Linked DNA regions of Sus scrofa: regions 1 and 3 are each linked to region 2. Evidence: chromatin contacts called from public HiChIP or PLAC-seq data. All regions are on one chromosome and are shown on one strand. The core of a region is the stretch at or near the end of the contact, and the rest is flanking DNA. Distances in the headings are between cores, read along the strand shown.

Region 1 (3,949 bases), core at 1,018-3,517, 360 kb before region 2:
GTGACTAGGGAACTATAAAGTAACAGGAGTGATTTTCTATGGGTGCTAGTGGCACTGGTCTCATTATTTAGAATGAATCCATATGGCAAATATCTAGATTCACCGCTCATGAGTTTCATAATCTATTAAATGGAGATGTTAATAGTAGATACTTCATAATATTGTGGGGATTAAATGAGATAATATATGTAATGTTCTCAGATCAGTTACTAGCATATAGTAAGCACTCAATAAATGGTAAACTTACTAAATATAAACATTACAAAAATAAAAAATCAAACAGTACCTGGGAAGCACTTGGTACATATCAGGACCTCAATGTATATGTGTTGAATAAATTAATAATTGTATCAGTTCTGGCTAGTTGTTAATGATTTATGGTAAATGTAGTAGTCTGGTAACTGCCTCATTATTGAGTTTAACATAAAAAACATTTAATGTCATTAAGAACTCTATGCAGTTTTTAGGAACATTTACTCATTCTGAAAAAGACTTTTTTTTTTTTTGGAATTGAGGTATTACTTCTTTTCCTCAACATTTTCACCCTTAGTAATGAAAAGCCTGTACTCTGGCTAGAATAATACATGTAACCACTAAATTGATATAGATTTTCCACTTCCTTTAATGGTCATACAGATATGATTTATCTTATGGTTCAATGAAAATAGAAGCTATACAAGTATGTACATAGTGAAAGAAGATAAATGGGCTGGGAAAAAAAAGTCTGTGTGTGTGTCATGCTTCCTATTTGCCCAAGACAACTGAAACATACTGAAAGTAAGAATAACATATATTGTCACTGTTGTACCACTTCTGGAGATACTGCTTACTTTTCTGATAATGTCAAGATATTGTAGTTTGAGGATCCTTTTTTCTTAAGAAATTCCCTTTAAAATCCTGAAATGTTTATCATTATGTATCTGAATTATCCTGCTTTGAATACCATAGTTTTTAACTAGCAATCTAATTCTAATAAAAACTTTAGAAAGGTCACAAAGGTTTTTCTCTCTCTAGAATTTTATCCTACTGGTGATATTCCCACTTTACCTTTAGAAACAGTCCACACATAACTTCTAGAAGCCCTGCCTCATACTTTTATGAGTATTTATGACATTGCTCTCACTGTATTGTATTATAGTTTTCTGCTTGGATTTTTCTTTTTTCGAGGCTGGTGGCTAAATTGTGCGCTTCTTAAAGACAAGGACTGTGCTTTATTTATCTCTTCATACCCAGTATTATTCAGTTAAGATGGAATAGGTGCTCAATAAATATATATCCAATAAATTAATGAACTTGCAGTCTCACACACACACACACACACGCACATCAGGGCATGAATAAAATATCCCATATCTTTGCATGTTCCTCAAATGATTTACATTGCTTAATGAACAGATTGCTATGTTTCTAAGTGTTCTAGTCACTTTGAGGGAAGTTTTCTAATCTTTGAAATAAAACATCTTTTTTACTTGTTCTTATTCTTTGCTTTTACTTGCAGCATCGCTTTGGCACATGGACTCAAGTACTGATTACTTGACTGAACCATACAGACAGTGTTATGAATCCTTAGTTTTATTCACATGCTGCCTGTTTGGTGGCTTTGTTCAAGCACATTATCTGTTTGTTATATAATAAATAACATGGATTCTGTCAGTTATCTGGAAAAGTCTTACTTTAAAAAAAATGTTCTCAGCATTTAATACAGTGCTTGGCGTATAGTTGGGATTTAATAAATGTTTGTGGAATGCATGAACCAATCAGCCATTATTGTTAACTGTTTTGAGGATGAGGTATGAGATTTTTAAGAAAAGATTAAATGAAATGCCCAGTATCAGACAGCAGGTTAAAAGTAAATCTGATACTCACAATTCTTACCTTTGTGTTTCTGGACTGCTACACAGGCTCACTGAGAAGTGCCGTACATGTCTGATTTCTCAACTTCACCCTGCAGTAAACTTTTGCAATCTGGAGGCTAGAGACCTCTTTTGTAAATGTTGTCTGCCCGATGACTGTGTTGGCACCAAGGAGGCCTTAGCAGATAAAGTGGAGGAACATATGGCTCCCATCTGAATACAAATTGGTGGACATAACGTGGTAATTCCGCTGAGATGTCCTCTATATTGTAAACTGAAAGAGTATGATTAGAGGTGTTTATAAACGGCGTCTGAATTTCCCCCACACCCCTCCCCACCTCTTTTCCACTGTAGTTTTATCGGCCTGAATCATAGCCATCTAGAGTCCCAGTCTCACTGTGTTATTTGTTAAAATGGCCAGCGTGAGGAATTATTAATTAAAGCTAACAAATCACCCTGACGAGCTGTGCCCTGGCATGGCTGAAGGTTGATTGGCGAAAGTGTTCTCCTTTGGAGAAAAGACTTTTTGTGCTCGTGACGCAGTCAGGGACGGATTATTGAATATGCAAGTTAGAAGAAAAATCACAGGACAAGCAAATTGAGTATTTACTGGCAAATAATTGCTCTCTTAAGCTGTGGCTCTCTTCCTAAATTCTTAACATTCCCGAGGGTTAGAAAGAAACACAGAAAAATGCATCGGTACAGAGTACATTTCAAAAAAATTACATAGACTGATGTTTCAGACTTGTGCAGGTAAGTGTGATTGTGTGTGCATGGAAAGTGAAAGAACAAGGGGAAGCAAGGGAAAGATGGGGGAAATTTTTAATCTGGTGGGGTCTTTTTTTTTTTAATCAATTTGTTGTTTATTGGAATACTGCTCGGCGCATTTCTGCGTTGACTGAGAATTTGGTTTCAGTACTGCATTTATTGTGAAAGTTAGAGAAATGAGAAGGAGGGAGGTTTTCACAGAGTTACTTTGTATCTTTATCAGCAAAAGAGCATGTTAATGTTTTGCCCCAATAATACTTATAAACTTTACTCAGGTATTTGTGGCTATTTGTATAAGACTATCACTTGATTTAAAGCTCTTTAGTTATGCTCAGTATTGTTAATTTTGACCTGTCTTAACAGTGTCCCAAACACATTTGGGTACAACTCTTGCATTTATTTTTTAAAGTAAACTCTGTTTTACATTAGCGTCGAGCTAGTTCTTGTTCAGAATTTCTAAAGGGGCGTTATGGTTCTGGAATAGTTACTTAAACTTTGGGCTTCTGTAATAAGCAAAATGTCCTTATTGTCAATTGTGCGGTCTTTTTATCTGAAGTGTTGATCAGACTACTGAGTTTTGTGGACATTGTAAGATAAGTGAGACTACGTTAGAGACTTTTTTCAAAACTGAATTTAAATACATAAAAATATGTGTGGAAATGAAGGCTCATTCTATATACAAAATGTTGACATTAAGAAACAGAGGTGGTCTCCTAAGTACAGCTAGGTTATGTGAAGAACATTATCAAATCACATATATTCACTGAGGATGAATTTCATATTCTGTGAAAACCTGGAAAATGTGCTTTCATCGACAACAAAATGTTTTTAAAATGTGAGTAATTGGCTGGTGAAATAGTATTTTAGGATTGTAATAACTAGGAATAACATGGATTTAAAACAAAGGCACAGACATAATTTAAACTAAATTAACTAATTAATAATTGCAAAGTGCTCTAACAATAAAACATCTACATGATAGTAATAATAATAGGAATAATAATAAAAATGGAAAGCCTGGCAATCACTGAAAAATTAAATCAGATGACTCTCATAGGTTTTAGATAATCAGAATTTCAAGATATAAATATATAAAACATATTTTCCCTCCTAATCTTTTCCTTGAACCATGTAATATTATGCTGGTTACAATTTTTCCTTACTATATCCTATTTTATTAAAAAATGGTTTCTCTTAATATGTAGAAGAGAGTTCAGAAAGTTTAGAAAATGTATTTTTAAAGGTTTAATTCCCACTGGATAACATTCTGTCCTCAAATTTCAAGAGGCAGCCTCCTTAAAGTTTCTTGTGACCATTTGAGGGCACAA
Region 2 (3,879 bases), core at 307-2,806:
TGAAAACATCTTAAATGGACCTGAGAACATTAGACCAAGTGATGAAAGGATAAACTGTAGAAAACGTGATAAGCTGGAGTGCCAAAGGTTGGTTTCAATGAAAAGACCGTAGTGCTCAGGTTTGCTGGGCTTCTCTAGGCCAAGTGTAGCTTTCTTGACCCTCAGCTTCAAGAGGAGCTAATGGTAGAGCAGCAGCAACAAGCCACATGTGAGCAGAAAGATGTGTCAGGAGGGCGATACAGTAAAATCCAAATGTTGAAGAAGGGATTGCTCACCCTAGATTCTTTCTGCCTTTGCTACAATTACCATCCATTTGCCCCTGACCTGATCTAGATATTAAAAAGGTTACTAAGATAAAGGAAGTACCTCCTTATAGCTGAAATGATGAAAACCACAGAACTGACACTCTGTGAAAGAGCTACCATCACGGGGCACTCCGTGTGCCAGCACTGTGCCACTCTCTTATAGGAATTATCTCATGTAATCCTCACATCAGCCCTTAGAACTTACCTTTTAAGGTAAGTTCTATTATTTCCATTTTATGGATGAAAAAACTGAGGCCCAGAGAAGCAAAGGAATGTCCCTAGGGCACACAGCTACTGGATGGTGTACCTCAGGTCTACCACCAACCTCCACTGGGGTATTTTGGTACCACCTCCCCTATGCCCCCCTCCCCAAGCCTCTTCCATGCACCACTGGGAAAGAGAGAAAGGAAATGGTTACCAAGCCAAAAAAAATCAGGGCGGGGGCACAGAGGAGGGGTTGATGAGGAGGGTCATGGGTCAAAGTTGTCATGATCCAATGACTGTTTATCAAAAGGAGGTTCTGACTAATTCTTTTCCATCCAGCCAGGCTGATAAGTGAAAGGCACATTAATGTGCAGGAAAGGGTGGGAACTGAGCGAGAAGAGAAAACTGGGAGAGGGAGACAGAAGAGAATACTCTCCTCTCAGCAGCCCCTAGAGACTGATGAGAACTCGCACAGATAAAATATTTATTTTCCATATGTTGCAGCAAGCATTGCCATCACTGTATGTGTGCAATATGTGCAAAGACGTGTGAAATCTATACATCAAATGCCACCGATCTAGTTAATTTCCATGTATTTAACATGCTTAATACCTCCCATCTCCTCAATATGTTTTCATGTATATTTCTTTCCCCATACAATATGGTCTGGTAAGGAGAGAGCCAACATCATCCACAACCTTACTCACTGCTATGTTTCAGCCCAAAACGTGTTGCCAGGGCCAGCATGATGAGAGTTAAAAACCAGTAGATCCTGCTGGCTAACTCAGCTGCCCTGTCACCTTAAAACACCTCCCTAGTTTGTGAAGCAGCCTTTTTCTCATAACAGAAAGGTTTGCAGTGGGGAGATGAAAATGTTTTTGTTCTCTTTGGACAATTGGGAGATAGTCAGAAGGTCAGAACTGACCGTTGAAAGGCAGGTGCCTACGGCCACACTTTTTCTTTTTCTTTTTTTTTTTTTTTTGAATGCAGAGCTCCACCAGTGTGGCGGGAGGAAGTGCACAATGATTGGTCTGTTTCTCTGTGGAAGTGTTCAGGGTACACCCAGTTTTGCTTTGCATATATTTACGAAACATCTGCCCTTTTCTTGTTCTTAAATCCTTCCCCCTCACCAGCCCCCTTTCCCCTTTCTCCCAGTTTCTTTCTTTGTTGTCGTTGGCTCGTCTAACTTTTTCATTGGAGCTTTCATTTTCCGGTTGAGGGGCGACTTCATCAGAGTGTATAATTTTAACATTGAGGGAGAGAGGTTGGGAGGGAGAGAGGGTGAGAGAGAGAGAGATTGAGAAGAAGAGAGAGAGAAACTGAAAAGAAAGAAAGAGGCTAAGCGGCCAGAGCTTGGCAAACCAACCTTTGGCATGGTGACCAGGAGGAAGGTTCTGGTCTGGTGAGGAGTTCGCCTGACAAGCTGCCTGGAGTCATCCGGTGTGCTGCTGCCCTCTAAAGGCTCCAGGGGATAATGCACAGCCACCGGGGCTGGGAGAGACTTGCCCTCAGATGTGCCATGTTTATATAATTCTTTTACACAACCAAAGAAGGTTATTTGCAACTAATTACTACATGAGTTACTTTTTCCTCCTTAATAAACTACGAACTGCAAAAATAGGGTCAAAACGACATCTGTGCATGTCTAGACTTAGATTGTTGTTGTCTTAGTGTTTCCCAGCTCTGGAAAAAGGGAGTCTAGAATTATTGGAGAAGAGTGAGGTGGGAAAGGAATTGTTTCTAAGGAGAGTGAGTGGATCTCTGTTATCTGTGCAGGAGTATAAGTGAATGACACTAGGCAAACAGAGGGGTGAGGCCAAAGGGTTGAGGCTTCAGTATTTTCTACACATAGAAGTGGTTGCAATGCCTCTATGCTATGTTCTCCAGAGGTGACCCTTGAGACAACAAACAGGAGGGTATGGTGCCCGACTCATGTAGGAAGCAGAATCAAATCTATGGAGGGAAGCAAGGCCATTGATAAAAAGAACAATGCAACTTTTGCAAAGTTAAAAGAGCAATGTTGGTGAGTTGGCCATGTACTCTTGTTTGAAAGAGACATTCCTTAATTCCCTGAAACACACAGCTGAAGGCTTTGTCCATGAGCATCTTAAATATTTTTTCTAAGTGATATCTGTCACTAGTGTTTCATCCTGATATTTAAATGACTCATGAGGACCAGCCTAGCTTTAGTGAGCAAAATGGTCCTACTCTGATCAGATGCCCTTCATGGGTTCAGAGGAAAAACAGCCAATCAAGGTAGATTTCACTGCTGCATAAGGAGTAGGAGACTTAATTGGGATTCAGACTATAGCTATTCTCGAAATAAACTTTCATTTCAACTCAATTTCATTCCATCAACAAACCTATATTGAATGACAGCTTTGTCTAAGCTACTCTGCTTAACAGTATACATTAGACCGCAAGTCTGGGAGGGCAGAAACCAGCTTGTTTTATTTCCTAGCTCATGCTGGCACATCATAGACACATTATAAGTATTTGTGAAATGAATACATGAATAAATGAGTAGGGGGAGGGAAGGAGGAAGGAACAAATGGATGAACATGGGGAATTCAAAAATAGCTACGACATTTTTTTACCCTCAGAGAGTTTACAGTCTCATAGGGAATAAGCACATAAATAACCATTATTGAAACAAAATTTTAATGAGTAAAATAAGAGAAGTACAGAGTGCTTGGAGATTTCAGAGAAAATTGAGAACGAGCTAGAGAAGTCCTATATGGTAGAGAGGAATCGAGATAATTACAAGATGAGATGGAGACAATATTTAATAAGTATAAAGGAAAGATATGATTTCAGCTATTAGAGTTTTTAAAAAGTCATTCAAAGCGAGGGAAATAACCTGAGTAAAGATACAGAGCCAAAGATATAGATCTCCCAGGATGTTCTGGGAATACTCAAGGTATGTGAAAGGCTAAGATATGGGACATGGGAGCTAAGGGAGAGCAGGTAGGGAATTCACCTTAGGCCAGGCTACCGCAGTCACCTCAGGTTTAATGAAAGCAAAGCTAGAAAAGTCAAGGGGGGAGTTCCCATTGTGGCCCAGCAGGTTAAGGACCTGACATTGTTTCTGTGAGGATGTGGGTTAGATCCTGGCCTCACTCGTTGGGTTAAGGATATGGCGATGATGCAAACTGTGGTGTAGGTCACAGACGTAGCTCAGTTCAGGTGTTGCTGTGGCTGTGGCCTAGGCCGGCAGCTGCAGCTCCAATGTGATCCCTAGCCTGGAACTTCCATATGCCACAGGTGCAGCTATAAAAAGAAAAAAAAAAAAATCAAGGTGGTGGGTAGTCAGAAAGTAAACAGCAGTCTAAATAAAAAGTGTTAAAGCGATAGCAATGGAAACAGAAAG
Region 3 (3,703 bases), core at 839-3,338, 260 kb before region 2:
ATCTCCATTGGTCTTGAGGTGTCTTTCGGTTGGTTTTGTTGTGATGATTGGTGCATAGTGACATATTTGTACCACTTTTGTTTCTAAGCTCAAATATTGTTTAGTCATCTTCTCCTCCTTGAGTTGGTATATTTACAGGCCCTTAGTTCCTTGGTTTTCAGCATTAATCCTAATGTTATGTTTAAAGTACAGTAAAGGTTTCCTTGTACTTTAGTTCACTAGTGCTTGAGGGGGAGTCACCATAAGTAATGATTTTGCTTTACGCCTTGGCAGCCCAACCACAAACTAGACAGTGTTTCAAAAATCTCAAGGCTTGCAAGGGTCTGTGAGAGACCATATGCAGCCTCAGGGAACTGCTAAAATGCTCAGATTAATTGTCTAGATACAAGTTCACGAGTCTCATGAACATTTAGAGTTAGAAGAAACTCTAAAATCACTAAATCACTGTTAAATGTCAGGGTAAACCACTTGGTTTTCCTGGAGGAAAGTGGAATCCATTTAAGAAGCAGAATCCTAATATCTAAGATGAAGTTAATGTAGAATATAGCTCATGCAGGGGTAGCAGCCATGAAACCTGTGGCAGCAATTTTGGCCTCTGTAGACTTAGTTCCATGCAGCTGCTCTTTTGTTTTCCAAATTCACATTATAGACAAATTGTTGTTTATTCATATGAGTGGACAAACTCATGAAATGGCCTCAAGCAGCAAATGGTTTTCGAAGCCAGGTAGAGTGAACTAGACTTTGGTTTATAAATGTGCTGTGATACTAATGGAATGGCTGCATTAACAGTCAACTTTAACAAGGAAATGGGTTTGAGGATAAGAAGCTGAAACGAGTAAAGAAGAGCAACAAAGCAAATGACATGCCTGAAAAGTAAACTTTGTCATTTGAAAAAAGATTATGCAAAATCCACTTGAAAAAAAAATCAGTGAGAGGGCCAACTTGATATGTCTCAAAGAGAATTTGTTGAGATAAGGCCTCAATTTGGCTCTGACAAGGCTATTGTTAATGTAGGGAGAGTGGGGTTCACATCTCCCAAAACCACATCTTTCAGTCTTTATTTATGTTGAGAAAAGATAGAAAGAAGGTACATTGTTTCTCCCTCATTACTAGACTTTTTTCTTTCTTTCCTTTTTTTTTTGTCTCCAGACTGTAAATCAGTTAACTAGGCAGGGTCATTTTTGAGAGCTTTCGTAATGCCAAGAGACACCAAATAGTGAGGTAGATCAAAGGGACAAAGAATTACAGAGGCATTGATCCACTCTCCTTAAGACCCTGAGTACAATGTGAACAGACTACTTAGCTCCAGGCCGCAAACCAAGTGTTTTGCAGCCGACCTAGTCTGTATTTCTTGGGAAGTTCTCCCTGTTGCTTTTCATAGTTTAGATAATCCACATGAACAACCCTGATTAAATCAGTTGCCCCCAGGCTATGGGCAAAAGCATAAATGGTTTTCAGAAGAGAATGGTCCAAAAGCCTGCCTTTTTCCCTCTCTCTCTCTCCCCTCTTCTCTATCTATGGACTTGGTTGTTTTCTTAGTTACTTATATTTTTTCCCCTAAAATTCTTTCTATCCAACGTATGGTAAGTAGAGGGTCTGACTTAAAAGGTAACCTTGCCATTTTCATTTCGTGATTCGGTTTTTTGTTTTGAACTATGTTACCTGTCTTGTTGTACTGATTATGAACAGTTTTTTGAAAGGCTCTTTTCTAGGGAGTGGTTATCCAACAATACTACGGAAGGTCACCAGGCATTTGTTTCTCACTTCTGATTCTTTTTAAACCAGGCAATTACTCTATCATTTAATAATCCTTACCTCAAAGTTCACTTGAAAGAAAGCTCATAAGATTTAAGGGGGGGAAAAAAATCCCTAAAAATAAAAGTCAGGCTAGTCTAGGCCAGGGTGGGAAATTCCATTGTGGCTAGAAGCCCATGGCAGGTAGAGTGGAATTTAATGAAGGAAACTGCTGTGTTTTTGTGTCTTTCTGTATGTTTTTCCTTTAAAACCAAGAGCTGGGCAGGCATCCCATTCGACCTGACGTGACCCAAGCAAATTGCTTCTTATATAAAAACAACTGCAGACTTTGAGAATGTGAAAATGCACTGTATCCTTCTCCAACTGAGGGAAACGAAAGCCTGAGAAACAGGACGGCCTTGTCAATACTCGTTGAGCAGAACTATCACTCAAACCTGATAAAGGGAGATTAGAACAGGCTTCCTTATGCCAGAGGGATTCATTATAAGTTAGACTTCTTTATTTATTTTTTATTTTCTTAAACAAGCACAAGTGGTAGATGGAAAATGCATTTTTTAAAGGCAGGCTTTATGTAGTAAATGATAGTATGCACAGTTTTTAAAAGTCTTTTCATAGAACTCACATTTTTATTTTTCTTAAAAAACTAATATCAAGTTTTAAAAAGACAAAGAGAAGTATTTTCCTTTTCTGCCACAGTCTTGGACAAGCAAAGGAAAAGAGATTCAGGGTGTGTCCACTGATATTGCATTCAGATGTGTTGTCTTGGCTTGTGTACTGACAGATTTATTTAAAAAACAAAGTTTAAAAAATGCATTGTGTGCTAGTGAAGTCACTTCATAAATCTTTTCCTTTATGAATTATTTTGATCACAAGGCTCGTTGTTTGAATCACTGAAGGACTATTCTCCCTAAAAGAAAAATGCCTTCATTTCTAAACTGTCAGTTCAAAAGCCAGCAACTTCCCCTGAACAGCATGCAAGGATCCAGAGGGCCAGAGAAAAAGGGACCACATGAGTCCTAACTCTAATATGAAGCATAATTCAGTTTAGATTTTCCATGGTTCACAGAAGAGACATGTTTTGAAAATTTGAATCCAGAGTCCTTACTTTTCTAATAAATGACTTAGTTTGAAATAGTGATTCTGCTTTAGGAAAAAAACAAACAAATAAGGGAATACAGGCTTTGATGCAGCTGGTCCATCAGAGGGCGGAAGGTTAGAATTAGAATATTCTTCAAGCTGTGGCTGAATAATGAAGGGTAGGGCTTCCTAGCTAGGCAGTGACCACAGCCCCCTGGGAGTACAGAGGACAGATATTACCTAATGTGTACAAAGACTTTAAAAGTTAAGTTGATTACAAGCTGGGTGAGGAAGCTTGGATGAGGCAGCAAGGACTGAGTTCCACCAGAGGGACCTAATAGGAGCCACAGGGCTCCACTTGACCCTCAGTTCTCAAGGTTTAATGGATGGATATCGATAGGAAGCCAGTTAGACTCTTGAAATGAATAGCCTTATGAAACTATTACAAACAGAAAGGAAAAAATGAAATAACAACATATTGGAATAAATGCATACATAGAGATTGGTGAAATAAGTTGAATAAAGGTTATATTGTAGGTAACTGTGTGATGGGTAGGAATCTCCCTAACTAATGTGTAATGTATTTGTAGCTAAGGAACTTGTCTTGTTCTAAGTTTGTTTTCCTCTCAGCACCTGGAATGTTGTTGATACATTAAAAAAAAATTAATAATTGGTCGGTTATATCAATCTGTCATGGTAAATTGGTGAGATGGAGTAATAAGTGACTCGCTGGAAGAGATGGATATGAAGCTGATTTCTAAAGGACAGAACTAGATAGCCTATTAAGGATTCTTTGATTCCATGGGTATTTTTTGACCACTTATTGCTTCCATCTGAGATTTCCATGCTACTGCTGCTCCATGAAATGAGG

What was found. HiChIP or PLAC-seq counts read pairs in DNA pulled down with a chosen protein or histone mark.
Region 1: a contact with region 2 is called in an H3K27ac HiChIP or PLAC-seq map of skeletal muscle, with 8 times the contacts expected there. The contact joins two enhancer-like sites. A contact is called at or near these places in 4 of 47 Hi-C or Micro-C datasets (embryonic fibroblasts, heart right ventricle, liver and 1 more) and 1 of 2 datasets of contacts at active chromatin or transcription factors (skeletal muscle).
Region 3: an H3K27ac HiChIP or PLAC-seq map of skeletal muscle shows a contact between it and region 2, with 5 times the contacts expected there. The contact joins two enhancer-like sites. A contact is called at or near these places in 1 of 47 Hi-C or Micro-C datasets (skeletal muscle) and 1 of 2 datasets of contacts at active chromatin or transcription factors (skeletal muscle).

What each region holds. Positions count from the first base shown.
Region 1 is chr13:145,234,259-145,238,207 of Sscrofa11.1, forward strand. All of the region lies in intron 3 of ZBTB20 (zinc finger and BTB domain-containing protein 20), which reads left to right. Among named protein-coding and RNA genes, the nearest start is that of ZBTB20, 380 kb to the left of the region's middle. Within about 2 kb of position 2,268, at least 36 of the 83 cell types and tissues checked have an H3K27ac peak or open chromatin away from gene starts, as enhancers often do. A contact at or near this core is called in liver and skeletal muscle, where this site is marked.
Region 2 is chr13:145,594,730-145,598,608 of Sscrofa11.1, forward strand. The region is part of intron 6 of ZBTB20 (zinc finger and BTB domain-containing protein 20); the gene reads left to right. Among named protein-coding and RNA genes, the nearest start is that of DRD3, 170 kb to the right of the region's middle. Within about 2 kb of position 1,557, at least 47 of the 83 cell types and tissues checked have an H3K27ac peak or open chromatin away from gene starts, as enhancers often do. A contact at or near this core is called in liver and skeletal muscle, where this site is marked.
Region 3 is chr13:145,329,478-145,333,180 of Sscrofa11.1, forward strand. All of the region lies in intron 4 of ZBTB20 (zinc finger and BTB domain-containing protein 20), which reads left to right. Among named protein-coding and RNA genes, the nearest start is that of DRD3, 440 kb to the right of the region's middle. Within about 2 kb of position 2,089, at least 23 of the 83 cell types and tissues checked have an H3K27ac peak or open chromatin away from gene starts, as enhancers often do. A contact at or near this core is called in skeletal muscle, where this site is marked.